Regions from separate parts of the Mus musculus genome. Here region 2 is linked to region 1. A link is a contact called in public promoter capture Hi-C data. All regions are on one chromosome and are shown on one strand. The core of a region is the stretch at or near the end of the contact, and the rest is flanking DNA. Distances in the headings are between cores, read along the strand shown.

What was found. Promoter capture Hi-C pulls out the DNA fragments that hold promoters and counts their contacts.
Region 2: a promoter capture Hi-C map of hippocampal neurons shows a contact between it and region 1, with 7 times the contacts expected there. The contact joins the promoter of Prmt8 here to the promoter of Cracr2a in region 1. A contact is called at or near these places in 9 of 39 promoter capture datasets (the 3T3-L1 cell line, 3T3-L1-derived adipocytes, cranial neural crest and 6 more), 1 of 15 datasets of contacts at CTCF or cohesin (the NIH/3T3 cell line), 3 of 484 Hi-C or Micro-C datasets (cerebral cortex, embryonic stem cells and nephron progenitors) and 6 of 115 datasets of contacts at active chromatin or transcription factors (embryonic forebrain, embryonic hindbrain, embryonic midbrain and 3 more).

What each region holds. Positions count from the first base shown.
Region 1 is chr6:127,559,526-127,565,117 of GRCm38.p6, reverse strand. Cracr2a (calcium release activated channel regulator 2A) reads right to left here and starts at 3,782. Exons shown (of 19, transcript NM_001368877.1): 1 at 3,697-3,782.
Region 2 is chr6:127,767,313-127,773,414 of GRCm38.p6, reverse strand. Prmt8 (protein arginine N-methyltransferase 8) reads left to right here and starts at 4,256. Exons shown (of 10, transcript NM_201371.2): 1 at 4,256-4,742. The coding sequence starts at 4,668.

The sequences.
Region 1 (5,592 bases), core at 2,533-5,032:
TCTCCACACTTGGTCTTTCCTCCCTCGGCTCCCACAGTCACTTCTTTTGGGCCCCATCTCTGTCTGTACTGTGGGGCTCCATAAGTCCATGCACAAACCTTGCCTTTACCTGAGGCCTCCTGATTCTGACAGTCCAATGGGCCGCGGTTCTAGCTTTCTCAGTAAACTGTGCCTTGTCAAATTACTCTTAGAAAAAAACAAGACTTGGAGAGATCAAAGAAGTGATGTGAACACTGGAAGGACAATGTATGCTGATGTGTGTATGTATGTATGTATGTATGTATGTATGTATGTATGTTTGTATGTATGTATGTATGTATGTATGTGGTATATATGGTGTGTGTGTATGTGGTATGTGTTTGTATGGTATATGTATGTGTATGGTATGGTGGGGATGTGTATATGTATGTGACATGTGTTTGTGGGGTGTATGTACATATATGATGTATGTATGTGTATATGTATGTGACATGTGTTTGTGGGGTGTATGTACATATATGATGTGTGTATGTGTATATGTATGTGGTATGTGTATATGGTATGAGCTTGTGGAGAATAGATATGTATGTGGTATGTATGTATATGGTGTGTATGTATGTGGTGTGTGTGTATGTGGTGTGTATGGTGTATGTATGTGGTATGTGTTTTTGTGGTGTATGTATGTGTATGGTTTAGTGGAGGTATGTGTGTGAGGTGGGGGTGTGTGGTGTGTTTGTGACATGTGTTTGTGAGGTGTATGTATGTTGTGGTATGTGTGTGTATGTAGTGTGTGTATGTATTTTGTGGTATATGTAAGTATATGATGTGGCAGGGGCGTGTGGTATGTGTGTGGGGTGTGTGTGTGTGTGTATGTGATGTTTGTAAACTGAAGAAAAGAGATCGCTGGCTGGAAGTGGTCTGCCTGGTGCTGGAAGCTATTTGCATACTACCCCAGGGCTGTGAGGGGCATGTCTACAGGCTGCTCTCTAGCACAGTAGTCTTCGTGTGGAGGAGGAGAAGGCAAACGCTGGGTGTTGGAAACCTCAGGGTCTAGACCCACTTCTGTCAGTCACTGACAACTGACCAAAGACTGTGATTTTCTAAATTTATCCTTTCCCTATCTGTCCTCCCAACACCCGATGTTGTAGCCCTGTGGCTGTTCTGCTCCTCCCGCAGCGACTCGTGATATTCTGCAACTATACATTTAGCCTTTTATGGGGAGACATTGGAGGGACCGGGATCTGGGAAACTATGATAAATAGAAGTGATTCTCCCTCAAGGAACCCCTGTGCATTGCAGTCACTCTGTGTGGGAGGAAAGCAAGGGGTGCTTGGGAACCCAGAGACTAGTGCAGGGTCACTGGAGGCTACCTGGCACCCTCACCCCTGCCAAGCTTCTCCCAGCCACCTGGCCAGTGTCCCAGCAGCCTGTAAGCTCAAGCCCCCTCCAAAGAGCAAGCTAAGCAAGTGTCACAAGGGCCCACAAAGTTCCTGTCCCAAAGCTGGGCTTTCCACGGGCTGAGGTGACAAATAACAAGTCTCTCAGCTCTCAGCGCCCACATACCTGATTCTGGACCCAGGCTCTCTAGAGACCAAGCACGGAAGCCAGATTTCTCTTTCTCTCTTTCTCTCTCTCTCTCCCCCCCTCCCTCTCCCTCTCCCCCTTCTCCCTCTCCCTCCCTCTCCCTCCTCCCTCTCTCTCCATTTAAGCATTCCACAGCATGTGCATGGACAGAGGACAAATTTCAGTAGTGAGTTCTCTCCTTCCACCATGTGGCTTCCAGAATGGAGTTCAGGTCACCAGACACAACAGACATCACACGCCTTCGCCTGTGGGGCCATCTCACAAGCTCTTCCCTCCTCCTCTTAAGTCCTGACACTTGGTTACTGACTTATATAGTCACTGGAGGTCTTAGATCCCTGTCCCCCACATAATTGCTGTGTGAACTTGGAAAAGCCACCTAACCTTTCTGACTCTAGGTTCTTCCTCTACAGTATGGGGTCAATAATGATCACAGAGGAATTACTGTTGTAATTATTAAACGTGGCTCTAGAATCCGCAACTACAACTGTCACCCACCCACCTACCAAGCTCTTTGTACAGCATCTCTGGTGCCACCCCTCACTCTGCATTCCACCCAGCCCTGCTCAAGCGTACACAGTCACCTTCCCAGGTCTCTTGCAGCCTCGAGCATGGGTGGCTTCCACCTCTGTCACAGATGTTGTAGGCTTCTGAGCCCCGTTCCAACAGAAGCCATCATGGTACCCCAGGACTGACCCTAATGCTCAGACTCCCTGGTCAAACATTCAAGGCCCTCTTGCCCTCTGCCCCAGGCACTGCCCCTTAATGCATCGAGCCTGCCATTACATCCCCTGGTTCTTCAGCACAACTTCAAGAGGTGTCCCTCCAAGAGCATCCACACTTAGCTTCTTCCTCAAGATCTGAAGGCCACATCTGGCTTGTCATGCCTGCCCCGCTCCTTCCAGAAGGAACAGCACCACCTCCTCCAGACCCCCCGAGCATCGCAGTGTAATATTTCAGAAAAGCCAAGGGACCTCTGGGTCACACCTCTTTATTTTTTAATTTCTTTTTTTTTTTTTTTAGCATCCCCAGACAAAACATTGTAGGGTAGCTTTCATAGACGACTATTATCCATAAGGACATGCATATTCATTCCTCCTAAAGAGGGCCATGAACCTGACCCCTCAAACTGAACTCTGACTTTGTGTGGACACACTGTCCTGGCTGCACACCCCTTTGCCTGCATCACTGATAACACTACTTCTTATGTACCAGCTTCTTCCAGAAATAAGGGACTCACCACCTTATGCGATGTGCCAATCAGGTTCTACCTCTTGGCCTGTCACCTTTGTAGACAGCCACTCATTGACACTTTCTGCCTTCTGAAGTCAAAGGCTAATACAGTAGGGATCCCTGGTTTCCTCCACAGAGGCAAACTGGGCAGGTTCCCTTTAGGGGTTGTGTGGTTAGTGGGAAGACGTGTGGATTGTGAGACTTTCCTGAAATCAAGGGTAGACATCACTGTGCTCTGGTACACAATTATGTGGTACACACGTATGTGCTTACACACAATACACACGCGCACACACACACACACACACACACACACACACACACACACACCACATCTGGGACAGATACAGCACAAGGTCATTGAGTCATACAGCCAGATCACAGGACAAATGGGGATCAGGAGGAAGCTACACCCCAGGATCCCTCCACCTCATCTCTCCCTCTGCTCTGGGAAGTTTTTGGTCTTTTTTTTTTTTTTTTTTTTTTTTTTTAACTGTCTCTCTGAGTTTATTTCCCTGTGAGGTAGCAATTCTTACCCCTGTGCTGGGCCCACGTGCCAGCGGCTCCCAGCAGCTCCCCCTGCTGTCCAGCAGTGTGAATTTCTAGTCACTTCACCAATAAAGTCTTAGTTTCCTCTGTAAAACAGTCTGGGTGTGACTGAAGGGTCCGAGGGGATGGGGGCTCTTTCTAAACCCTGGTGCTCCTAAGCTTTTATAGTCCCTTTTAGGGTGCAGGGCAGAGGGCCTAACCAGGCCTGGGGAAGCCAAGGCTGGGATGCTTGTCCCAGGGTGCATGCAGTCCAGGCCAGCCTCTCCTTGTGTTTTGCTGGTCTGCAGGAAGTGCGTTCTCTGCTGCCCAGCAGAGGGTTTGGGGCGAAGCCTCCCAAGACCTTCCTCCGATTACCTGCAGGGGCGTCCAGTGCGGCTGTCCGAGTTGTCCCCCTGCCTTCTGACTCGCAGCTGTCAGGAATTCGCCGGCCAGCCGGATCTGGTCCGCTGTCCCCGCCTCCGGCTGCATGGCTGGTCCAGCCCCAGCAGCGCCCCACTGCGCGCGCTCCAGGATCTACACCATACCGTGGTGTCCCAGCTTAGCGAAGCAACTTGTGACTGACTACTAAAGCCTGCAGTCTGGGTGGCGAGGGCGGGGCCGTCGCTGACTGGAGCCCAAGACTTCCTGTGCCCCCTCTTTGCTGGTCTTTGCCTTAGAGGACCCTTGCTCAATGAGCCAAGGGAGTCTGTCTCCAGAGCCTCTCTTTGCACTAAAAGCCAGGCACCAGTCTGGGCTTTGTGGACCTGCTAGAGAGAACTCATTCACCCTGAAAAACCGGCTTCAGCTGCTCTCTTTGCACTTAGAAACCAAGGGGATTTTGTTCTTGATGCTTGTCTGATCTTATGTATTCTAGGGTGGGCAGGAATGCGTGCTCAATTAAAGTCCATGCAACACGTGCCTTTAAACAAAGTATTCAATAAATCTTCAAAAACTTCCATGCTTGAAGATAGCCCTTCAGCCGAGTCCACTGCTCCCTACCAAGCTGTAAGCTCATCTTCCAGTTTCGCCACTCGACCCTCAAACATACAGCTCTGCACCAAAGCTGCTACCTGTTGCAAATACCAGGTGCCTTTTCTGGCTGCTAAGACCTCTATCTTTACCCAGAATTCCCCTCTTTCTTCTTTTCCCGTTGGAAACCTACCCATCCAGGCTCCATGAAATATCAGTTTAGGGACCTTTCCCCAAACACTGCCCCTCAGCAGAAGGTCTGTCCTCCTCTGGCAAGTTTATCTATTAGCCATCGCCCCCATACACACACACCCTACACACATAGAAACACACTCTAAACCCAGATCACAAAGAGACACCCACACTCATTGGTACCAATTACTACAATGTATCCTTTCTGCTTGCAGCCGGCCAGTGGCTAGTTCACCATCCCACCCCACCGCAGGAGCCTCAGAAGGGGCCAATATCCTCTCATTCCTTCCCTCAGCGTCTCCTCCTCTGTGCCCTGGTTTTCCCTTCTCAGTCCTGGAGAAGGCTTGCTTGTGTCAGCCCCCAGAGTTGGAATGGAACAAGATGACACATAAGCTTGAGACCCAGCCAGCTAGGTAGCAAATCTGGGTCTCTAGGATGTGTCAGATGGATCGCTCACCTTTCTCAATCAGCTAAACTAAGAAAAGAGGCATTTTCATCACCACCGCCCAAGACAAGGAGGGACGGCAGGACTCATCTTGATGCAAAGCCACTTCATCTCCGTTCTACAGAGGAGAAAACGGAGACCAGAGACACCAAGTCAGAGGCACCTAAGGTCATGGCCATGGTCATTCTCATAACTACTGCCTCTTCCTTCTCAGGCTCCAGCTGGCTTCCATGCCTACAACCACCTCATGGGATGGCAGTCATTTGCCTCTCACTGCTTCATGAGCTATTAATCAGTTAATTGGTCAAGGTATTAGCAGTCAAGAGCCCAGACTGAAGCCCACAGATGTGAGCTCTATCTTGGCAGCTACAGCCTTGGCAAGTTATTGAACCTCTTGTCAGTGCATGGCTAAGGATTCTTGTGTCATAGAAGTTCTAACCCTAGACCTAAGGCTCGGGAAACATCACAGAGGGAAGGGGGGGGGGCATTGTAAGATCCAGAAGACCAGAGTGTCTGCTGCAAGATAGTGTCTTCTATATTTGACAGGGATCTGCACCTATGAAATCTTAACACTAACACTATAGTCACCCAAACAAGACTGCACAATGACATCAATTGATCCCAACACGGAAGTGGGAAATCTCACAAGGCCCCAAGGCAATGAA
Region 2 (6,102 bases), core at 3,007-5,506, 210 kb before region 1:
CTGCAGGCCCTAGTGGCACTTCTGCAGGTTTTTCTTTGGAATGTGGTTTAAAAAACAGTGGGGCTTAGGTCAGGGAGAAAGACAGGCAGGCAGAGGCTTTTATGCAGGAGAACTACCCAGGTGTGCGGTTGCTTGCAAGCTTAGCCAGGTAGCTGGGCTGCTGCAGCCTTGGCTGGACGCCATCTGGCCCAGACAATACTTGGAATGCTCGCTGCTGGGTTAGCTGCCACATGTGGTGATGGATAATGGCTGTGGCCTGATTCTTGAGGAGACATAGACGCAGCACGACAGTGTGTGTGCTCCCTAGCTATGTATGACGGGACAAGGAGGATAGCATGGTTTGAACTTACATGCCAGAACAGACCAGAGTTTGCACCTGAATCTTCCTAAGTGGCCTGGTCTGTAGGCTAGGGAAGCTGTACCCTGATGCTGGCTCACTGGATTGGTAGTAGTGGAAAGGTAGACAAGGAAATGTTTGGTTCTGGGATCCCAGCATGGGCTCCCAGGCAGAATTATAGAGTTCCAGAATAGGAAGAGTGGGAACAGATAGGGCTCCTCTGGTTACCGGTCACTTCTTCAGTGGCATCTCACAACACTAGAGAGTCTTTTCCTATGATACCCTTCCCCAAGGGTTTTATTCCAATCCTACATGTCACCCCAGTCATCAACACAACTTCACTCCACAGATCTCAAGAACCAGTACTGGTATCAGCATCACAGAACATGCCTGCAGTTCCAGCACCATGGAAGCAAAGGAAGAGCCCATCTGGACCACATAGAGAGACCCTATCTCAAAAACCCAGGGCTGAGACTGTGGCTTAGTGGTAGAGTGCCGATCTAGCACCTCCTCTGGCTGGAACTCAGCACTGGAGGAAAACATGAAGGTATGTGTGCTAGAGGCAGATCTTCCAATAGTGGGGTAGCCCCTGTGGTGGGAAGGATCTTTTCTGTACCTCAGAGACCATCTACAGTTCCTGTCCTCAAATATCTGTGAATGTTTGTCCTAAACATGGCACTCCACTAGAATTAAACTCTTAAAAACTCTTGATGCCCTGATCCCCGAAGGAGGAAACCAAACGTTGGTGTGTTTAAATCTCCCAGGTGGTTCTGTCATGCAGCCAAGGTTGAGAGCCATTGTCCTGTTCTTTAAGCTGATTTACCTTCTCCTAGAGTTGTATATGGAGTCAGGCAACCCGGACTTCCATCTTGACTGTATTCTGAGGGCAGTATTTTTTGAGTTTTGTCTGTTTGGGGGAATCTTCTCTGTGTTGTGTTCATGGAGAACACAAAATCTCAAAAAGTAGCCAAAAGGACAGCAACTGGAACGGTGTGCAGATGCAGACTGCAGCAGGCGGAAAGCCCTCTGTGAAGCTGGACTCAGGCTACAGGACGAGTCACAGCAAATGTTCGCATAATATTTGTACTCTTGCCATCGGGTCAGCCTTGTTCAGAGCCCATTAAGTGTGCCATTCAACACAGCCTGTTCCGTTGAAGGCCTAGTGCAAGGGGAACGAGCTAATGGATCTTGGGGACCACTTGGCCACAGGACACATCAAACGCACACCATGACAAATGCTGAACCCCTTTATCATCCTCTGTCTTCGCACTTGTCACTAAACTCTCTCCAACAGCCTTCCATTCTGCCCTTCACAGTCACGGTGATGAAAGATTGAGAACTTGTCACAGTCTGATGTGTTCTGTCGCCTTGTTAAGCCCAGTTCCTGCTATGAACGAAGCACTAAAAGATGCCCAGTGAGGATCATGTGGATTAATTGAGATAATTAATTAAGCTAACTTGATAAGAGAATATTCTGATACTCATGCAAAAGAGACAGAAAAGGGCTGGCTTCTAATAGTCCTACTGTGTGTTTTTCATACATCATGGATTTTTCACAATCCCGGGAGGTGAGTCTTCAGGTAATTCTTGTATGTTTGTATGGGCATACATGTGTGTGTGTGTGTGTGTGTGCGCGCGCGTGCGCGCACGTGCACATGGAGGCCTGAGCCTCTACATTTTTACCTGCAACATTCAAGAGTAACACGGCTCCCCAAACTCTACCTTTCAATGATTTGTGAGTTTGTAATTAGGTGGGTGCACAGCAGGGACCAAATCTCAGATCCAAGAGTGTTCGAGGAGGGTCGGAGCATCACCTGTGATAGGTCACCATGCTTTCCTCAGGTCGCTGCAGAGCAACCTTAGTGGCCTAGATACCTCTGTGCCCCAGGCTGCCTTTGAGTTGGCATAGCAAACTCTTGCTGTAAAAACACAGCTCTCCATGTCCCTTTCCCATTCCAACAGGAGCTGTGTCTGTACTTGGGGAGAAGCCAAGCACAGTAAAAAGATTTCAACAGAGAACTGAGGAAACACCCCCACTGAGGTTCTCATAGCAACATAATCACGCACAACAGCAGCCTATTTCGGTGGGAGCCTGTTTCAGCTCCCCTCCTCCCCTGTTAGTCACAGAATGGATGAACAAGCAGAAGGAGTGTGGGGTGGGGACAGGGTTGGGTTGGAAGTCAAGAGGCTGGGGAGCTGGTTTACTGAAGCTCCTGCAGCTTGTCGAGGGACCTTAGACAATTGCCCCCTTCTCTTTCATCCGGAGTCCTTACCTGTAAGAGGACTGGACCAACGTGTGGGTGGGGAATCTTGCTATTCTAGTCTTATTTGATTGCATACGTACTAAGCCTCTTTTGATCCAGCATCTCAGAGCCTTATCTGAGAGAAGACGAGTAGGGGAAGAAAAGCAGGAGGTAAAAGTCATTTTTTAGATGCAGTTATGTCCCCTCCTCCATACTGTGTGTGGCAGGATGGCAGGATGGCAGGATGGGAGTGAAGAAGGATCAGGCATTGCCAAAGACTGCTCATTCATGCCCAACTCGAATTCAGGTCTGTGGTTTGAGAAGGTTGAGGGGAATTTACTCTTGTTTTGGGATTATCAGTGCGGTTAACCCAAGCTTCTTGCTATATTTTCTTTAATCCTTCTCATCTCCCTCCTCTTCCCGTTTTTTACTCCTCACCTCTGCTCACGGCCATGTCTCTTCTCTTTGCCTGAGGATCTTGGTCTGATAGAAGTATCTATCACCGTGAGCCGAGCTGGGTTTTGGCCCTTTTCCTCAATGAACCTGGGTTAGTTGAGGACAGTCACTCTTACACTTCTTGGCTATCAAAGGCTATGATCAGACTAAACAGGGCGATTGGTTTAAATAACTCAACTAAGGACTGAGATGAAGCGGGAAGAAAGCTCCTGGCACATCTGTGCGGTCCCTGACCTTGACCTGTGGGCCAGAAAGCCTGAAGGTTCAGCTTTCCCGGAGATAGCCAGCTACAGAGTCCTGAGTATGGCCTCCCTCCCCCATTGTTCTATCCCTCAATGCCTGACAGATGGCCCGAAAGAGAGAAAAAAAGCTCTCAAAGTGAAGACAGGAATGCATTGTATAAAAATTCACACCCCCCGCTGCCGCCCAAACTCTCCCTTAAAAAAGGATCGAGAGAATCCTAATGGGTACGTGACATCCTCACGGCTCTCTCCCATAAAAGGGACGTCAGGAGAGGGTGAAGGTGGGGGAGGGGCTGTAGGGGAGGGGGAGAGATGTGTGTCCCCCCGGGAGTGGGGGCTGACAGGCTAGACAGGGGTAGGGGAGCTAGACCGCGGACCCTTTTATTGATTTGTTCCTGGTTGTTTTCCCAAGCCACCTCAGGCAGCCACCTTCACTTCAACCCGGTCCTCCTGAGAGGGGTTTGAAGGCCTTCTGGTCTTGGGTCCTGAGGGTGAAGAAAAGCTAGATAGAGAGGACCTAGAGTTGAAGGAGTTGAGGACTTCCCCCTCCCATCCAGACACCCACCCTGTTCATGCCCCAAACAGTAATCCGCGCAGGAAGGATCCAGGAATCGACCGGGTGGGGGGGCTGGGGAGGGGTGAGGGGCGTAGACATTTGGTAACCGTGGCTGAGTCTTGTCCGGTGCTTGCCCTCGTTAGAAGGACTTGCACTGGGCTGAGACCCTCCAGCAGCCTCGTGGACGCCTGCTTCCCGGAGCCTGGCGCGCGGCCCCGCAGCGTGCGCGCAGCCCTAGCCCCCGCGCCAGGTGTGCGCCGCGCCAGGAGCGCAGCGGAGCGCAGGCGGCCCCCAGACCCCGCGGTCCCGGGCACGGGGGCGGGCTGGGGGTCTCCGCCGTCAGCGCCCCGCCACCCGCTCGCTCCCGCGCACCTCCCACCCCGCCCCCACTCACCGGCTCAGCCCCCGGGAGCGCCGAGCAGGACGCGTGTTGCTTCGCCCAGCGATCGGCAGAAGTTGGGAGAGTTGCCGTCCGCCTCCCGCCTGCCGGACTTCGGAGCCGCTGCCTCTGCCGGCGAGCCCGCGGGGCCGCCTCCCTCCCTCCCGCCCAGCCCGCCGCGCAGGGGAGAGGGGCGCGGAGGGGGTCGTGAGCGCGACCAGAACTTGCAAGTGTGCGAAGGGATGCGAGGCAGATGAAGAGCGAGGAAACGTGAACAAAGTGGCGACCGCAGGAGGGACTCCACAGAGCTCGATTGTCGCGGAGGACGCTCCGGGAGAGGGGCTGGCTGGGATTTTTTCCCCCCTCCTCTTGCATTCTTAGGCTCTCTTTTAAAGCCACATCAGCCGTCTCTCGTTCTTTACTATCTCGAATCCCCAAACCCTTGTTGGCTCTTATGGGCATGAAACACTCCTCCCGCTGCCTGCTCCTCCGGAGGAAAATGGCGGAGAATGCAGTCGAAAGCACCGAGGTAAGGAGGCGACCGGGCCGGGGTTTTCAGCGACCCTGCCTCCCACTGGGACCCCTGTGTGCCGCCGCTGCTTGCTGCCACCACCAACGCCGTGGTGCCAAACTTTCCCCATCCCGCTTGTCCCTGCCGAGAGAGAGAGAGAGAGAGAGAGAGAGAGAGAGAGAGAGAGAGAGAGAGAGAGAAGTGTAGGAGTGTGTGTGGGGGGCGACGGTGCACGTCTCAGTTCCTTTCCCCCTTGAAAATCTAAATTTTCAGCCCCATCACCCTCTCCTGCCACCCTCTGCTCCCTTCCTGTTCCCCTAAGTCCCAAACCTTGGGCAGCCCGGCTCCCCTGCCCCTGTGCACAGGATTCCGATAGTGATCCCGGATCCCGGCTTTACGAAGAGCTGGAGTGGGTTATATTAGGGCCAGGTTTGCTCCCTGCAGTGCACCGATTATCTCCCACCGCTACCTGGGCTTTACCCTTCAAGCTCGAGGTGGTCCCCAAGCTATGGGTCCCTGCAACACCGCGGAGAGCTCCCGGCCTTAGGGGGCCGACCTGGTGGCAGTACTAAGCACCTGCACCTGACCTCCCCCGCAGTCCCCAGTCCACAGCTGGGCCGGAGGTCTGCAGTCCTAGGGTGCTTAAGGCGCCGAGGGAGAGCGGAACCCTGGGAGGGCGCACCGACCGCGGCCCCATTCAGCACCAGGGACAGCGCCCGCGCCTGCCGCAGCTTAGCCCGCACAAGCAGCGGGGGTTGTGCGCCCTGGGCTGCAGCGCGAAACCGGTCTGCGGCCACTTGTCCCGCAGCAGCTTTTAAGGAGGCCGCTCTAGCTCCGCAAATGATACTCTTGCCCTCCGTCTTCGGCAGTCCTTACGGCCGCCCCGTATCTGCCCTTTCTCTACTCCGGAGTTGGCCTTGAGCTGCAGAGAGCCCAGCGGGTCTTTGCGTCCCGAGCAAGTGTGTTCTTTCGCCTCGCTCTGACCCAGCTGTCATCACAATGGGATTTTTCCCTGGTTTTGGGCACCTGTAGTCATGGAGGGGATCGGCATGGGCAGCCCCCTTACCTTCACAGAGGAACTGTGCGCCGAGGTGGGGGTGGAGTGGGGCGTGTGTGTGATCATCCCTTATTCGGTGGCAGGAAAAAGACACAGAGCAAACTCCGGGGCTCTATTAATAGCCCAGTGTCTGGTGGGGCTGCCGTACATTTCACATACGGTAACCCATATGCAGCGTGGGGCTGAGATGGGGGTGTGGCGCGGAGACTGTCCAGGCCTTGCGGGAAAGCAAAAACAACGTGAAGACCTTTCCCGGCCTTCTTTCCTAGAGGTCACAACTCATTCCCCGCCTCACGGTATAGGCAGCAAAGCTTAAGAATA